5 separate regions of the Mus musculus genome follow, and all the other regions are linked to region 3. The links are chromatin contacts, called in public Hi-C and promoter capture Hi-C maps. All regions are on one chromosome and are shown on one strand. The core of a region is the stretch at or near the end of the contact, and the rest is flanking DNA. Distances in the headings are between cores, read along the strand shown. Region 1 holds the start of Grhl1 (grainyhead like transcription factor 1). Region 2 holds the start of Rrm2 (ribonucleotide reductase M2). Region 3 holds the start of Rps7 (ribosomal protein S7). Region 4 holds the start of Mboat2 (membrane bound O-acyltransferase domain containing 2). Region 5 holds the start of Taf1b (TATA-box binding protein associated factor, RNA polymerase I, B).

Evidence for each region. Promoter capture Hi-C pulls out the DNA fragments that hold promoters and counts their contacts. A called contact is a pair of places that touch in the nucleus more often than the background predicts.
Region 1: a contact with region 3 is called in a promoter capture Hi-C map of pre-B cells. The contact joins the promoter of Grhl1 here to the promoter of Rps7 in region 3. A contact is called at or near these places in 3 of 39 promoter capture datasets (cranial neural crest, maxillary cranial neural crest and pre-B cells).
Region 2: a contact with region 3 is called in a Hi-C map of B cells, with 6 read pairs. The contact joins the promoter of Rrm2 here to the promoter of Rps7 in region 3. A contact is called at or near these places in 3 of 484 Hi-C or Micro-C datasets (B cells, the G1E-ER4 cell line and muscle stem cells).
Region 4: a Hi-C map of uterus shows a contact between it and region 3, with 9 times the contacts expected there. The contact joins the promoter of Mboat2 here to the promoter of Rps7 in region 3. A contact is called at or near these places in 2 of 39 promoter capture datasets (cranial neural crest and pre-B cells) and 1 of 484 Hi-C or Micro-C datasets (uterus).
Region 5: a contact with region 3 is called in a Hi-C map of B cells, with 6 read pairs. The contact joins the promoter of Taf1b here to the promoter of Rps7 in region 3. A contact is called at or near these places in 1 of 39 promoter capture datasets (pre-B cells) and 1 of 484 Hi-C or Micro-C datasets (B cells).

The regions. Positions count from the first base shown.
Region 1 is chr12:24,570,976-24,573,675 of GRCm38.p6, forward strand. Grhl1 (grainyhead like transcription factor 1) reads left to right here and starts at 1,312. Exons shown (of 16, transcript NM_001161406.1): 1 at 1,312-1,483. The coding sequence starts at 1,464.
Region 2 is chr12:24,706,977-24,709,676 of GRCm38.p6, forward strand. Rrm2 (ribonucleotide reductase M2) reads left to right here and starts at 1,278. Exons shown (of 10, transcript NM_009104.2): 1 at 1,278-1,469; 2 at 1,584-1,658; 3 at 1,963-2,109; 4 at 2,349-2,465. The coding sequence starts at 1,371.
Region 3 is chr12:28,634,566-28,637,265 of GRCm38.p6, forward strand. It overlaps Rps7 (ribosomal protein S7), which reads right to left and starts at 1,388. Exons shown (of 7, transcript NM_011300.3): 1 at 1,291-1,388; 2 at 1,015-1,098; 3 at 851-922. The coding sequence starts at 1,089.
Region 4 is chr12:24,830,225-24,832,924 of GRCm38.p6, forward strand. It overlaps Mboat2 (membrane bound O-acyltransferase domain containing 2), which reads left to right and starts at 1,375. Exons shown (of 13, transcript NM_026037.3): 1 at 1,375-1,550. The coding sequence starts at 1,476. It overlaps 2900060N12Rik (RIKEN cDNA 2900060N12 gene), which reads right to left and starts at 1,093. Exons shown (of 3, transcript NR_166876.1): 1 at 596-1,093.
Region 5 is chr12:24,497,243-24,499,942 of GRCm38.p6, forward strand. Taf1b (TATA-box binding protein associated factor, RNA polymerase I, B) reads left to right here and starts at 1,339. Exons shown (of 15, transcript NM_020614.2): 1 at 1,339-1,407. The coding sequence starts at 1,390.

The DNA.
Region 1 (2,700 bases), core at 62-2,561, 4.1 Mb before region 3:
CGTTTGAACACAGAGGCATCTAGAATTCAAACCCTTCTCAGTGTCCCATCACCCCGGGTCATGCTTCTGGCTACTATTTATCTTTTGCTTGTCTCTTTTGAAATTGCCTCCTGCTGATTCCCTACCATTCAGTGACCAGATTATTTGAAAACACGAGTGAAGTCTGTCTATGCCCTACCGCAAGTCCTTCAAAGCTTCCTCACTTAAGGCCTTACAGAAACCCGCGGGGCTCTACAGTTTGCACCAGTGCCCAGTTACTCTCTGGCCACACTGCTTTCCTAGCTCCTCAGTGGACACACTCGTGTCTCCTCTATCACGGTCTATAGCTGTGCCTTCACCCTTATGCCCACCCCCTCGCCATCTACATCTTTAAACCCAGAGAGCTCCACTCTACTTTCCCCATCCACCTGCAAAGAGTGCCATCTCTCTCCGCACACCAAAGGAGTCACCGTGACTCTCAAAGTAGGACGCTCTAGGAGGCAGGAAAATTTGCCTGCTCTGTCTCTGCCTTGTCCTCTCTGTCTAGGTCCCTGTCTCTACTGTTGTAGGCCTGAGGCTGAGGTTAAAGAAACCGACCCATAGGAAAATGGTTTAAAAAGGGGTTAGGATATGGGAGGAAAAAGTGGAAGCCAATCTGGAGCTGGCCAAACAGAAAGACCACACAGGTAGTAGGTAGGGGTTGAGGATGCTAAAGTCCAAATATAGCGCTGGGCAGATGAAGAGCCAAGCAAGTTCAGATGCCCTCAGGAGGCTGGTGGGGACCTCTGGGGCTTGGGAAGGTGTCTTAGAGTGATGCTTTTGACACTTGATAGGTGCCCAATAAACAGGGACCGCTGGCCGGGGAAACGTGGGTTATTAAGAGGCTGTGCAGATTGGCGACTGTCACATGGTGGGCACTGAGAGATGAACCAGAAGGAAACCTCCAAACCTGCACAGCTGCAAAGAAATTCCCTAGGTATTTCCCAGGCAGAGGCCTTGGGGCCGGAGAACTGACCGCGAGAGAGAACTGGAAGGTGAAACGCGCCCACGCGGGTGTGCGCCGAAGCCTCTCGGCGCCGGCGGCACTACCGGCCGGCGCCACCGGGGCCAGCCGCGCGCAAGCTCCCCAGCGCCGCTGAGCACCGCCGAGCACCGCGTGGCCCCCGCCCTCCGGTCCGCCCCCAGGCTCCTCCCCAGAGCTCCATCTCACCAATCAGGAGGAGCTCCCTCCTCCCAGTTCCAGAAGCTCCGCCTTGGGCCGGAGCTCCGCCAGCCAATGGGAGGCCGAGCCCAGCGCCCAGTGCGCGCAGCCCGCGCCGAGCCGGCTCAGAGCGAGAAAAGCGAACCCAACCCGTCGGGGCCGCCGCTCCGGACCCACCGCCTGCCGCCGCGCGCCGCCCGCCGCCGCCTCCTCCCCCCGGATCGGGTGTACTGTCCCAACCCGAAAGTCCAGTTCTGCGGCCCGGCAGCGGCGAGCGAGCGCGATGACACAGGAGTACGACAAGTGAGTGAGGCGCGGGCGCGAGTCCGGCCAGGGCCCGGGGGCCACCGCACCTGCCGCGGCGACGGCGCGGGTTCCGGGAGCTGGGAGGACAGGCTGGGTGGGGCGAGGCTAGGGGGTGGGGGGGGACACTCGGCCTGTCGTCTAAGGGCTCCCGGGCTCCCGGGCCCCGCGCTCATGGACCGGTGGGGACGGGTGGACCCTGGGCAGCCTCCTGTCACCTGCGGAGCTGCCGGAGCGAGAGATCTAGGGGAAGGTTGAAGTGTCCGCTGCCCGCGCGTTTTCTTCACTCCGGCTGCTGTGTGAGAAATCTGCTGTGGGTGTTCTTGGGCCCTTGCATCACCGATGGTAATTACAGAAGACTATTTTTGCCGTTTGGGAATATCAAGAGGAAGAAACTGCACGCAGGGTGATAAAGTTAGAGACCACTGTCGAATCGGGATTGCTTTTTAGAGTTTGGGACATAAGAAAGCAGCGAGAAATGTTCAGTGATGATGTAAGATGTGATCAGACGTTGGCAGGACTTGTGTGGGGGCAGTTCTCGATTTTACTCGCAACTTTTCTATAAATATGAAGATGTTCTGAAAGATCAAGTCTGTCTTATCTCGGCTCAGTAAATCTGGAGTGAAGAATTGGTTTCATAGTTAACTTGTTAAGGGTGGATTTTTCTCATGCTTGTTTTCTGATGAAGGTTAGCTGAGTGTGGAATCAGTAAGAGATTAATCTTGTCTTGTAGAAAATGAAGTTCAGGTAGTGCTCGGCTTTCCTTTTAGAATCCTGACCTATAACTCTTGAAGGTCTGAGGCTCATTTGAAAACACCCATGAACCTTCAGGGCCGGAGCAACAACTTGCTCTTCTTGAAGAAGTGGGCTGCAATTGTTCATGTGTTTATTTCTCTACTTACTGACTAGGCAAAAGTCCCAGTGCCAGCCTCTTGGCCTTAGGCATACTTTGGAAATATAAAATGCCTTCAGGGTAATTGCAGACATAAAGCCACTTGGAAAATATTTATTTTCTGATGCTTGTACCAATGTTGGATGGGATGGGAGAAGGGAAGCTTGAAAAACTAGCATTACGACTGTTGAGCGAGCCAACTGCTGTCAGAGTCTTCTGGAAGTGGCTATTAGACTATTAATAATAGCTCAGCAGTACACCAGAGACTCTCACCACGGAACCGGAACCGCCATCTCTATCGGCCTCAGGACCCAAAGGCTTGCTT
Region 2 (2,700 bases), core at 28-2,527, 3.9 Mb before region 3:
GACAGGTCCCGGTACAGGGGAACCTAGGCGGGGCTGCCCACTAAGCTCAGCCTGCTTGGCGGGAGGAAGAGGCGTTTGGAGGAGGTTGTGAGCAGGGAGAAGAGAATGGCGGCGACCTTCTCCTTCCCTCAGTGGTCGAGTGTTATTTTAGTAGCCAGACCTCATTTGTACTGAGTACACCAGGAGCTAGAGGAGCCAAAGGCAAACCCCTCGGATAACGGAGGAATGGAATGTGAATTAGAAATTATATGTTAAAAAAAAGAACTGACAATTTTGCTAGAGGTGATTTAAAATATTTATCGATATGGCCCAGTTAGCTTAGCATGGAAGAAGTCCTGGGTTTTGTCCCCAGCATCAATAAATTGTGCAGCGGTGGATGCCGCCTGCTTTAACTTTGAGCTGCCACATGGTGTTCAGAGATTTTTTACAGCATCTACAGTGAGAGAACTTAGGACACAAGCAGAGGGGAGCCTCCCCTCGTCCTCTTTTAAAATATTTGACCTGGGAGAGTCAGTGGAGCCTTCCCAGGTTCCACGTTTTTCCCCGGGATCTCAGTGTCCCATCTCAGCGCTTTATCTCTGGTATCTTGGACCCCGTAGGGCAAATCAGAAAGATGGAAACTTGAGTTCTTGTCTCCACCCTCACCACAGGAATTTGCAGATTCGTCTTTAGACTACTGGACGCCCAGAGTCGTAAAATGAATGTATGACTCGTCACCATCCTGTGAGCTTCCTGGAATTTGTAATCGTCTGGCAGCTTTTAAACTAATTGGGACAGAGGGGACAGGGGTCTGACAGGAGGGGCAGGGTAGAAAAGGAACCCAAGGCTGCATCCGTACCCCTTCATGAGTTTGAAGACAGCTTTTTAGGGAACCCTAGTTTGAGGACCCCCTTAATCCCACAAGGCCGGTGCGATTGCTCGGGACCCCGAATCTCTTTAAGAAACCAGGGTCCCCCGCACCCCTCTACTTGGGACATGAAGACAGTCAAGGCGACGTGTCCCAGAGGCCAGCAGCGTCACTCCACCCTTGGCACCAACCTCAGCGGCAACGCCCGCCCGGCGACCCCCTGCGCGCTCAATCCCCAAGGCTCTCGCAATCCTAACCGGTTCCGGCCCCGCGAGCGCCCGCGCACCCGGCCGGCGCAGGCTCCTTAAAGGTCTTTGTGCGGAAGGCCTGCGGCGCAACTCAAATCTCCCGCGCTGGGCGGCGAGCGGGGTCAGCGGCGTCCAATGGGAGGCGAGGCCACGCCCCCTCGGAGCGCGCGGTTGGGTGGCTCTTTAAAGGGCGCGGGCGCTGGCAGTCGGCGGTGCACCGGATTCCAGCTGTTTTCGCCTGCTCCTCGCCGTCTCCGCCGCTGCCCTCGTTCGCCATGCTCTCCGTCCGCACCCCGCTCGCCACCATCGCTGACCAGCAGCAGCTGCAGTTGTCGCCGCTGAAGCGACTCACCCTGGCTGACAAGGAGAACACGGTGAGGGCGGCCCAGGTGCCGGCTGGGTTGGATGTGCACTGGCAGGTCGTGGGTTCCCGGACCCGGGAGGGTGGAGGGTGCCTACCGCCATTCACCACGCGTGTCCCCCTACAGCCCCCGACTCTCAGCAGCACCCGCGTCCTGGCCAGCAAAGCTGCGAGGAGAATCTTCCAGGACTCCGCCGAGCTGGTGAGTGGCCCGTGTGGGGCTGAGGTGGGTCGCTTAGGCTCCCAGTAGAGGGCGCCCGCTCGTTGGCGCTAAATCTGCATTGTCCCAGCTGAATTATTTGACTCTTCTTTCCCGCCAAAGTGTCTCCTCAGAATGTCCTACTCGGGTCGGCCTATGGTAATAGTAGAGTGCAGCGTGACAGCTAAGCACACGAGATTACCAATCGTTGAAAGTACTCGATCTGATGAGACACTGGCTAGCAGTTTCCTGCGGTTCGGTTGGCATTTGGGGGTTGGTTCACTTGGCACTCTCTCTCATCCAACAGGAAAGTAAAGCGCCTACTAACCCCAGCGTTGAGGATGAGCCGTTACTGAGAGAAAACCCCCGCCGCTTCGTTGTCTTTCCCATCGAGTACCATGATATCTGGCAGATGTACAAGAAAGCCGAGGCCTCCTTTTGGACTGCCGAGGAGGTAATCGTTCAGGACTTGCTGTGTGTCAGAAGGCTCCCGCATGGCCGTCACAACTTTTTGCCCTTGGGAATGGTAGCTCACTGAGATATTGGGTGTTCCCTGAAACAAAGGGAATAATGGATGTGAAGAATTCGGTAATGAGATGGTTTGGGGGACTTCAGTTTTAAAGTGTGTGTGTATGAGAGAGAGAAAGAGAGAGAGACCTACAGACCTGCTAATCGTGAACTTCTAAACTTCAGGTGGACCTTTCCAAGGATATTCAGCACTGGGAAGCTCTGAAACCCGATGAGAGACATTTTATATCTCACGTTCTGGCTTTCTTTGCAGCGAGTGATGGCATAGTCAATGAGAACTTGGTGAGTTGGCATGAAATACCCATAATTCACTTAGATCCAGAACTGGTTCCTGGCTCTCTATCTTTTGCCCTGAAGCGGGGCTGGAGGGATAGATGACTGACTCCAGTCTCCGCTCTGGTTAACACACTTCCTGCTTGGGCGGAAGACCCAGGTTCTGTTATGAGTTACCCCTGTTGGACTGCTTCCCATCTGCTGGTGAGCTCCTCTCACCAAGGCAACTCTGACCTTGGGCACT
Region 3 (2,700 bases), core at 138-2,637:
GGACATAGCCTAGGGGTTCGCAAGTTAAACCATGACGCTCATATTGAGGTTCTAAGGTGGAGCCTCCATCGCACAATCCCGGTGACTCTACAAGAGACACCAAAAGGCCAGCAGAGAGCTATGTCCATATGTCCATCATCCTAGCACTGGAGAGGTAGAGGCAGGAGGACGGAGTTCAAGGCTAGCCTCAACTACAATCCAAGTCGGGAGACCAGCCTAGGTTAGAAGAGATTCTGTCTGGTGAGTCTGATCAGACCATGACTCTGGCCATGTGCCACCTCAGGATCTCCCAACATGATTGAACCATCTAGAAAGGTCAACTTTAAATTCACCATGGCCTGGGTATCTCTGATGTAAGGCTCTTCTCCAAATTCAAAACTTTCCAACACTATGAAATTGACCAAAAAACTCAATAAAATTAACACTCTCCCTGGGTGGCTGAGCAGTGGTAGTTCAGGGCACAGGACCCAGGTTCAGTTCCCAGCACTCACAAGCATTTGTAATTCAAGTTTCAGGAACACGCAAGGTGCATGTACATTAACAGAAGCAAAATACTAACTTACAAAAACGAAACACCTGTCAAACGCCAAACTCAGAAACACCCACTGATCCTCAACCGAGTGGTACTGGGTCTAAACACTTCCAAAAAGTTAAGGTTAATGTCAGTGGGGAAAGAAAAAAAAAAAAAAAAAAGTCCAGCAATCAAGTGCAGAAGGCAGCACGGACTTAAGCGTGAGACTGGCCTGCACTGGAAGTCCCTGTCTGCTGCCCTCCCGTCTCTTGCCCCGGGAATAGAGGCTGTCAACCACCCGTGGGCAGCGAGCGAGCGCACTCCGGGGTCCCCGCTCACCTTGGCTGCGGTGATGTTGAGTTCCCGCAGCTGCGCCTTGAGATCGGAGTTCATCTCCAGCTCGAGCAGCGCCTGGGGAGACAGAGAACGTGGGCGCCATGCCGGGGGTCAGGGGACCCTGAGGTCAAGCGCGATCGCGGGGGGCACCCGGGCGACAAGCTCACCTGAGAGATGCCAGACTCGAACTCGTCCGGCTTCTCGCCATTGGGCTTCACGATCTTGGCGCTCGAGCTGAACATGGCTTCACCCTGAGGGGAGGAAGGTGCCACCGGTCACCTGGGGCGCGGGCCGCCAAAGCCGGGGCCATCTACGGGCGCAAGGCGGATAATCCGCTGCATCCCACCCCGGGGAGCAGGCTCTGCCGCCCCGGACGCCCCCCAAGAGTCTGTTCCCCCAAACTCTGCGAAAAACCGCGGCCACATTGCGGCCCGCGAACCTACCTGACGGATCGCCGGCTTAGAAAGAGGGACGGCTCTCGCGAGAACGGCTCATATCCGGGTGGCGGAAGAAAAGAGGTGGGGACAGCGGAAGTAGGTGGGTGGAAACCGGAAGCTCTTCTGAAAAGAGTTGGACCGCCTAGAGTGTACCGGAAAATAGTTCCCTACTGGGAACTAATGCGGGAGGATGAGCGTGCCGGTTTCGCTTGTTCCCGGTAGTCGTCAGCGTTCGGCTCCGTTGGTGAAAATTCTCCGCTCCCCTAGTTGGAGACCTGGGCAGAGTGGTGGCGGCCGGACGGCCCTAGGAAAAAGAAAGAAAGCAGCTTCCTTCCCCACGAAGATGGGACGTTTCAAATGTTTCATTAGTCCCCAGCTTTCTCCGCGTTTCCTGCTAACACAATGAAAGGGAATCAGCATGGTGGTGGCGCACGCCTGTAATCCCAGCACTCGGGAGGCAGAGGCAGGCGGATCTCTTGAGTTTGGGGCCAGCCTGGTCTACAAAGAGAGTTCTGGGACAGACAGGGCTACGTATACAAACCATGTATCAAAAAATGAGGTACGGGGTTGGGGCGGGAATCAGACTTGTGTTCAGCTCTTCCTATAGGGAATCAAATTAGTGAGGTAGTGTTAATTAATAGTCATTAATTCCTGGTTTTTACGTATATTGCTTGGTACAGCAGACGATTCTAGAACATGTCCAGGAACCCCTGTCTTCACAAGTATGAAGCTGCCCTGTTGAACATCTGCCGAGAATGCTAAATATGGTGGCTCATGCCTTTTCTCAGGATTCAGAGGCGGGGATCACTGTGAAGGCAGGCTTGGTCTGCGAGTGCCAGAGCTGCAATAGAGACCCTGTCTCAAAAAAAAAAAAAAAAAAAAAAAATCCATTTTCAGAGAGTACCAATAACGGAAGCTGACGGTGGGGTTAGCTGTAGAAGGCCAGGCTTCTGCCTGCCTGGGCTACCTGCAAAACAGGGACAGTTAAGCCCTAAAAGGTGGGGAGAGCAAGGAAGCCAGGTCAGTGAGAAACACTAAAACAGAATGAACCTTTAATCTCAACACTCGAGAGGGAGAGGCAGAGGCAGACAGATCTCTGAGTTTGAGGCCAGCCTGGTCTACAGGACAGCCAGGGCTACATAGAGAAACCTTGTCTGGAAAAACCAAAAGGGAGAAAAAAAAAAAAAAAAAGAATGAAGACAGCCCTGGGAGAGCACTCTCTATAGTGGAGCAATTTCCTTTAGTCAGGGCATTGTCAGAAAAAAAGAGACAGACAGACAGATTAGGAACAGTAAGTCAGAAAGATCTGAGGATGGGAAACAACAAACTCATCAAAGCAATGTTTACTGAAGAAATGCCCACCACTGCTGACTGTCACCCTAACTTCATGTGCCCTGTGAGGCTCTGCTCTAGACA
Region 4 (2,700 bases), core at 125-2,624, 3.8 Mb before region 3:
AAATTCAATAACCCCCTTTTCAGAGAGAGCTGAGTCCACAGCCAGGTTTCCTGAAGCACTACTTGCCCGCTCTTACTACTGAAGCCTCTAGAGTGGTCCTTGAGGAAGTGCTGTACCTAGTAGTTGATGGCTATTCTGGAGTGGGTGTTAAACCTGAGAATGAAGAGGGCCTTGTCTTTAAGAGGTCAAAACTGGGGCTAAATTAGTTGGATCTCAGGCCCCCCCCCCCCCCACACACTGTTATTTAGCTCTTGGTTAAGTTATGTAATTTTTCTGGAATTCAATTTCCTTGCTAGATTGAGGGTGGTTACAATACCTGCCTCACATGGTTGTTGTGGGGACTCACATAAGTCTACCTTTAAAAGCAGTGTTAGCAGCACATTTAAACCCCCGCCCCCCTTTAAATATTAGTTTCCAAATCCTTGGATTTTGAGAGGACGATGCTGGCATTTTCCAGGTGTTCCCATGGCTAGTTTAAAGGGTAAGAGATCACATTTGTAGGGCTGACACACTAACTGCCCTCCTGGAATGGAGGTGTGGACACAGCAGAATTCACATCTGGCAGAGAGGCTCGCAGGCACGAAGGGATGCTTACCAGCAGCCTTTCCTTTGAGGAGGCGGGGCCTTTACATGCCGGCCGCTGGCTACCCAGGCTTTCCCTCGGGCGCTGCCCAGGTCCGACCTGTTTCCCTCTCAGCTGGATGCGCGGTGAGGGCATCGTCCCAGCGCGGCCGATCAGGCCCAGGTGGGCGGCGGGTGAGGTAGGACCACCCGGCTTTCCGCAAGTTTGGGCAGCCCAGGAGACAAAGGCACTTTCTGCTTTGGGGTTCTTGTAGCGCGTCTCCCTGAAGCTCCCAGCCCCCTACCTTTGTTCCCAACTTCCCCCGGCGCTGCAACTCTTTGTCTGGCCGCCACCCCGAGCCCCTTTGTTGTCCACCGTCACTGCCAGTGAGGGGTGGGGACGGCGCCCACCATTCCTGAGAAAGGAAGTGAGCAGAGGCGGAGGCAAAGCCGCCCTCACACGCCCCCACCAGCTAGCCTGACTCTCGGTCGCCCTCGGGCGACAGCCATGGTCGAGCCTCAGCCCCTCGCTGGGGTCCTCAGCACGGAGGAGGGGCGCGGCGAGGCCAGCGTCCTCTGATTGGCTGTGGGAGTCGGGGCGCCGCGACGCCATTGGACCGCGGAGCTGTCTGGCGCACGAGTGCGCGAGGTGGGGAGGGGGCTCTGGAAGCTGCTGGAAATCGGGCCGCCCGGCGGCGTGAGGGGGCCGCGCGGCTGGGTGGGCGGGGCGCCCAGCAGTGGGCGGGGCCACTAACTCCGCCCACTGCCCCTCCCCGCGCGGCTGCTCCGACCGCGGGCGGCCGAGGGGCGGGCGCGCCGCTGCATCCCCATCCTCGGCGTAGCTCGGCACAGAGCGAGCAAGCAAGCAAGCGGCGCCTGGCCGGAGCGAGCGGACGCAGCGCCGAGGCCCGGCCATGGCCACCACCAGCACCACGGGCTCCACCCTGCTGCAGCCCCTCAGCAACGCCGTGCAACTGCCCATCGATCAGGTACCGGCGTCCGGGGCGTCGTGCCCTGGCCGCCTCTGCCGGCCGCGGTGCCACCCGGGCGGGAGCAGGGTGGGGGCTGGGGCCGGGACCGCCGTGCCCGGCGCCCGGCGGGGCGGGGGCGCGCGGCTGGCCTTGTCCCCTCGGCTGTCGCTCCGGCTGGTGCCTCTGTGCCCACCCAGCCTCCCATCGCCGCCCGGGCGGGGGTGGGCGCGGGCGGAGGCTCGGCGACAGCCCGCCGGGGAGGGCTAGACAGACGTGCGCGCGTGCATGCTGTCGCTGCCGGGCCACCGGGCGTCGGACCCGGGAGTCCCGGGACCGGTGGACCTGGCACTGCTGCGGGTTATCGGGAGACTAAGAATGGTTTGGGTGCCGAGTGCCCAGGACACGGCGTGGATGGACGAGGCTTAAGCTCTTCTGCACTTGGGGACAGTTTGCATTGAAGTGTGGCTCAATAGACGGAGAGGCAACAGTTTGGGGGAAGACAGGTTATGAAGAGAAGTCAACGTGACTTCACGATGCTAGGGTTTCTGGTGAAAAAGTTGCAGCTGTGGATAGGAGCAGCCATCCTACCCCCTCACCCTACCCCCAGAGAAGCTTTTGACACTAGGGAAGGCTGGCATTTAAATGAGGCCAGTCGAATTTGATTGTTTAAAGGGCCTCAGGATTACTGAAATAAACAGCATTGGGATGGAGAAAGCAGCGCCATTTTTATTGAGCAAAGGAACTTTGGAAGTATGTCCTGAGAAAGGTCTGGGAAAGTTGTTGGTGGGGTATGGTTAGATAGCTGGTCTAGCTCCAGTACTGAAGGAAATTGACTTTGGAAATTCAGCCTAACATTATTTCTGATCTGGAGGTGTTTGCACTTCCAAGGGCTATGGGCTCAGCTTGAGTAGCTGCTAGTGGTATCTTAAGGTTTGCATGTAAAACACAAGATTCCTCTCTGGACTTGAGCTGGAGGTGACACCTGAGCTGAACACTGTGTGCTCCAGGCTTTGTGCTTCACTGTTTAAAATAAAATATACTGAGTTACCTCAAAGGAGGGTTAAACCGTCCTGCTCAGTGTTCTGATCTGACTTCTTTCCTTTATTCCTCTCATAACTTTTCGATTAATAGTGAAATACCTGTTCTCCACACAGCTTACACAGCGGTT
Region 5 (2,700 bases), core at 89-2,588, 4.1 Mb before region 3:
CTAGAGTACAGATAGTTGTGAGCTGCCATGTGGGTGCTGGGAATCAAACTGAAATCTTACAAGAGATGCCAGTGCTCTCTTAGCTGCTGAACCATCTCTCCAAACCCATGATTTTCTTATTTTTGTCTCTTCCTACCATAGTATTGATATTAAAGTCAATTAGCCTCACTTTATTTAGTACCTCTGTAAACTACTAAACTCCTAGCACGTAGTAGTCCCAAGGTGGGAGGAGGCAAAATAGGTTTAGCTTTCTAAATTATGACCCTTTATTTTTAGTACCTTCATTAATTTGCAAATTGCAGAGACCCCCTCTCCTCTGGGCTTGGAGATCCTTTCCCTCTAACATCTATAATATCAAGAGTTTCCTTTGTTCTCCAGAGTGCTGCAGGATCCTTGACATATCCCAGCCTACCCTGCTGGGGACCTTATCATCTGAAATCCATCTCAGCTCTTCTCTACTGCCCCTGGAAAGAATTTTTAGTATCTAAAACAAATGTCAGGCTCTGGTGGCACAGGCCTTTAATCCCAGCACTCAGGAGGCAAAGGCAAACACATGTCTCTGACTTCAAGGCCAGCCTGATCTACAAAGTGAGTTCCAACACAGACAGGACTACTCAGACAAACCCTGTCTGGAAACAAATAAGCAAAAACAATTAAATAAACAGATATAAATGTTCACAAAGGTGGAGACTTATTTTGTTCACAGGAAAATCTAAAACAACTTTAGTTTATGGAATGAAGCAGGGGATTAGTGTGTTCAACGAGGGAACAAGAGATAAATGTATTAAGAATTTATTAAACGAGACATAATTATATTCATAGGCAAACATATATTTTTTACACAGGAGGAGGTGAAGGTACAAGAAAGAAATAGAGTTATGACTAGAAATCTTGGTCTGGGGATGTTCAGTGGTGTGGAGTTCTTGGCGAGCATGCACTAGGAGGGTTTGGTTCCTAGGATCTGGGAAGTTAAAAAAAATTTCAAATAGACAACCAGTTCTAGTTCAACAACCTGTGTTCAAACACTGAGAACACATTTTGTAAAACCCAGAAGCCGGAAGTCATGGCACACGCCTTTAATCCCAGCTCTCAGGAAGCAGAGGCAGGTGGGGTTCAAGGCCAGTGTAGTCTCCTGAGCTGAGTTCCGGGAAAGCCAGAGCCACAAAAACAAAACCACAGAAAATCCTCGTAGGTCTGAGCTCTGTCACTGGGGCCTGGTCCTGGTCCTGTACTGCCTGCCAGAAACCTGGGTCTTGAGTCCCACAAGGGCAGCACAGAAGACTCCTGGAACGCAAAGGCAGAGGCTGTGTTTCCGACCGGAGCGCTCTCCCCGTCTCTCCCGGAAGCGGCGCTTGCTGTTTGGGTAACGGTGTCTGCAGCGGAGCCTCGATGGATGTGGAGGAGGTGGTAAGGACCTAGAGGAACGCGTGCAGCTCCCACTCGCGTTCCCTAACTCAATGGGCCAGGGATAGCCAGGAGGAGGAGGAGCAGCGCCCAGGGCAGGCGTCGGCTCGGGGCGGTGACCCGCATAGGGGGCGGAGCGAAGGGGCGGTGGCCACTTGGGCCCCGGAACCTGGCTGCTTGTCCGCTCTGGGAGGTTGCGGGTGGGATTGGGTGGAGTGTTTGTTCAGAGGGGCCGTGGGCCAGAAAGAGGATGAAACTGTGGGCTTGTGGGTTGGCCACCCCCGTGGCTCCTTGGAGGAGACCACCCAGCAAAGCTCCCTTTGATGCTGGTTGCGCGTGAGGAAGAGCAGGACCTGGAACTTGGGTTGCCTCCAAGTAATCCCTGTCAGCCTGTCTAGGGTACGGACACCAGACTCTTGCCGAGGACGTTCTAATGTGCTTGCTATCTTAGGGTTTCTATTGCAGCGATGAAACACCATGACCAAAAAAGCAAGCTGGGGAGAAAAGGGCTAACACTTCTATATGATTGTTCATCATCTAAAGAACAGGGCAGGAACTTGGAGGCAGGAACTGATGCAGAGGCCATGGAGGGGTGCTGCTTACTGGCTTACTCCTCATGATTTGGTCAGCTTACCAGGTTCTGTAAAACCTAGAGCTACCAGCCCAGAGGTGACACCACCCACAATGGGATGGACCCTCCCTCATCAATCACTGATTAAGAAAGTGCCTTACTGGCCTACCTGCCACCTGATGGTATGGAGGTATTTTTCTTAATTGAGCTTCCCTCATCTCAGATATCTTCAGTTTGTGTCAAGCTGACACAAAACTATCCAGCACACGTGCCCACACCTCACTGTAAGAGTGGTTAGGAAGCTGCTGCACTTTGCATGCACTGTGAACATGATGGGTGTATTCAGTAGCTGACCCATAAGTCAAACACCAAAGAATTAGGAACCAGTTCTCTGTGTGTGCACTGACAGAATAATGATAGAGGGACTCAAGGTAGACAGTAGATACTATCTGTATCCATGACAAATGTAATAATGTCTATATAATACATTGATAAACCTAAAATTATAATCCATATAGACCATAAGTGGACCATATGCTCCTTTTGCTTCCAGTAGAACCCCTAAGCACCCAGTTAAACGTTTGGTACTCATACAGTTGATACCCTTTATATGGTTGGATGAATAAATCAAAACTCGACACATCTGCCTCAGTGCCCCAAAGAAAAAGTCAACAGTGTTTTCAATCTTTGTTTGCTTTGATCATCCATACGGTGGGTCATCCTTT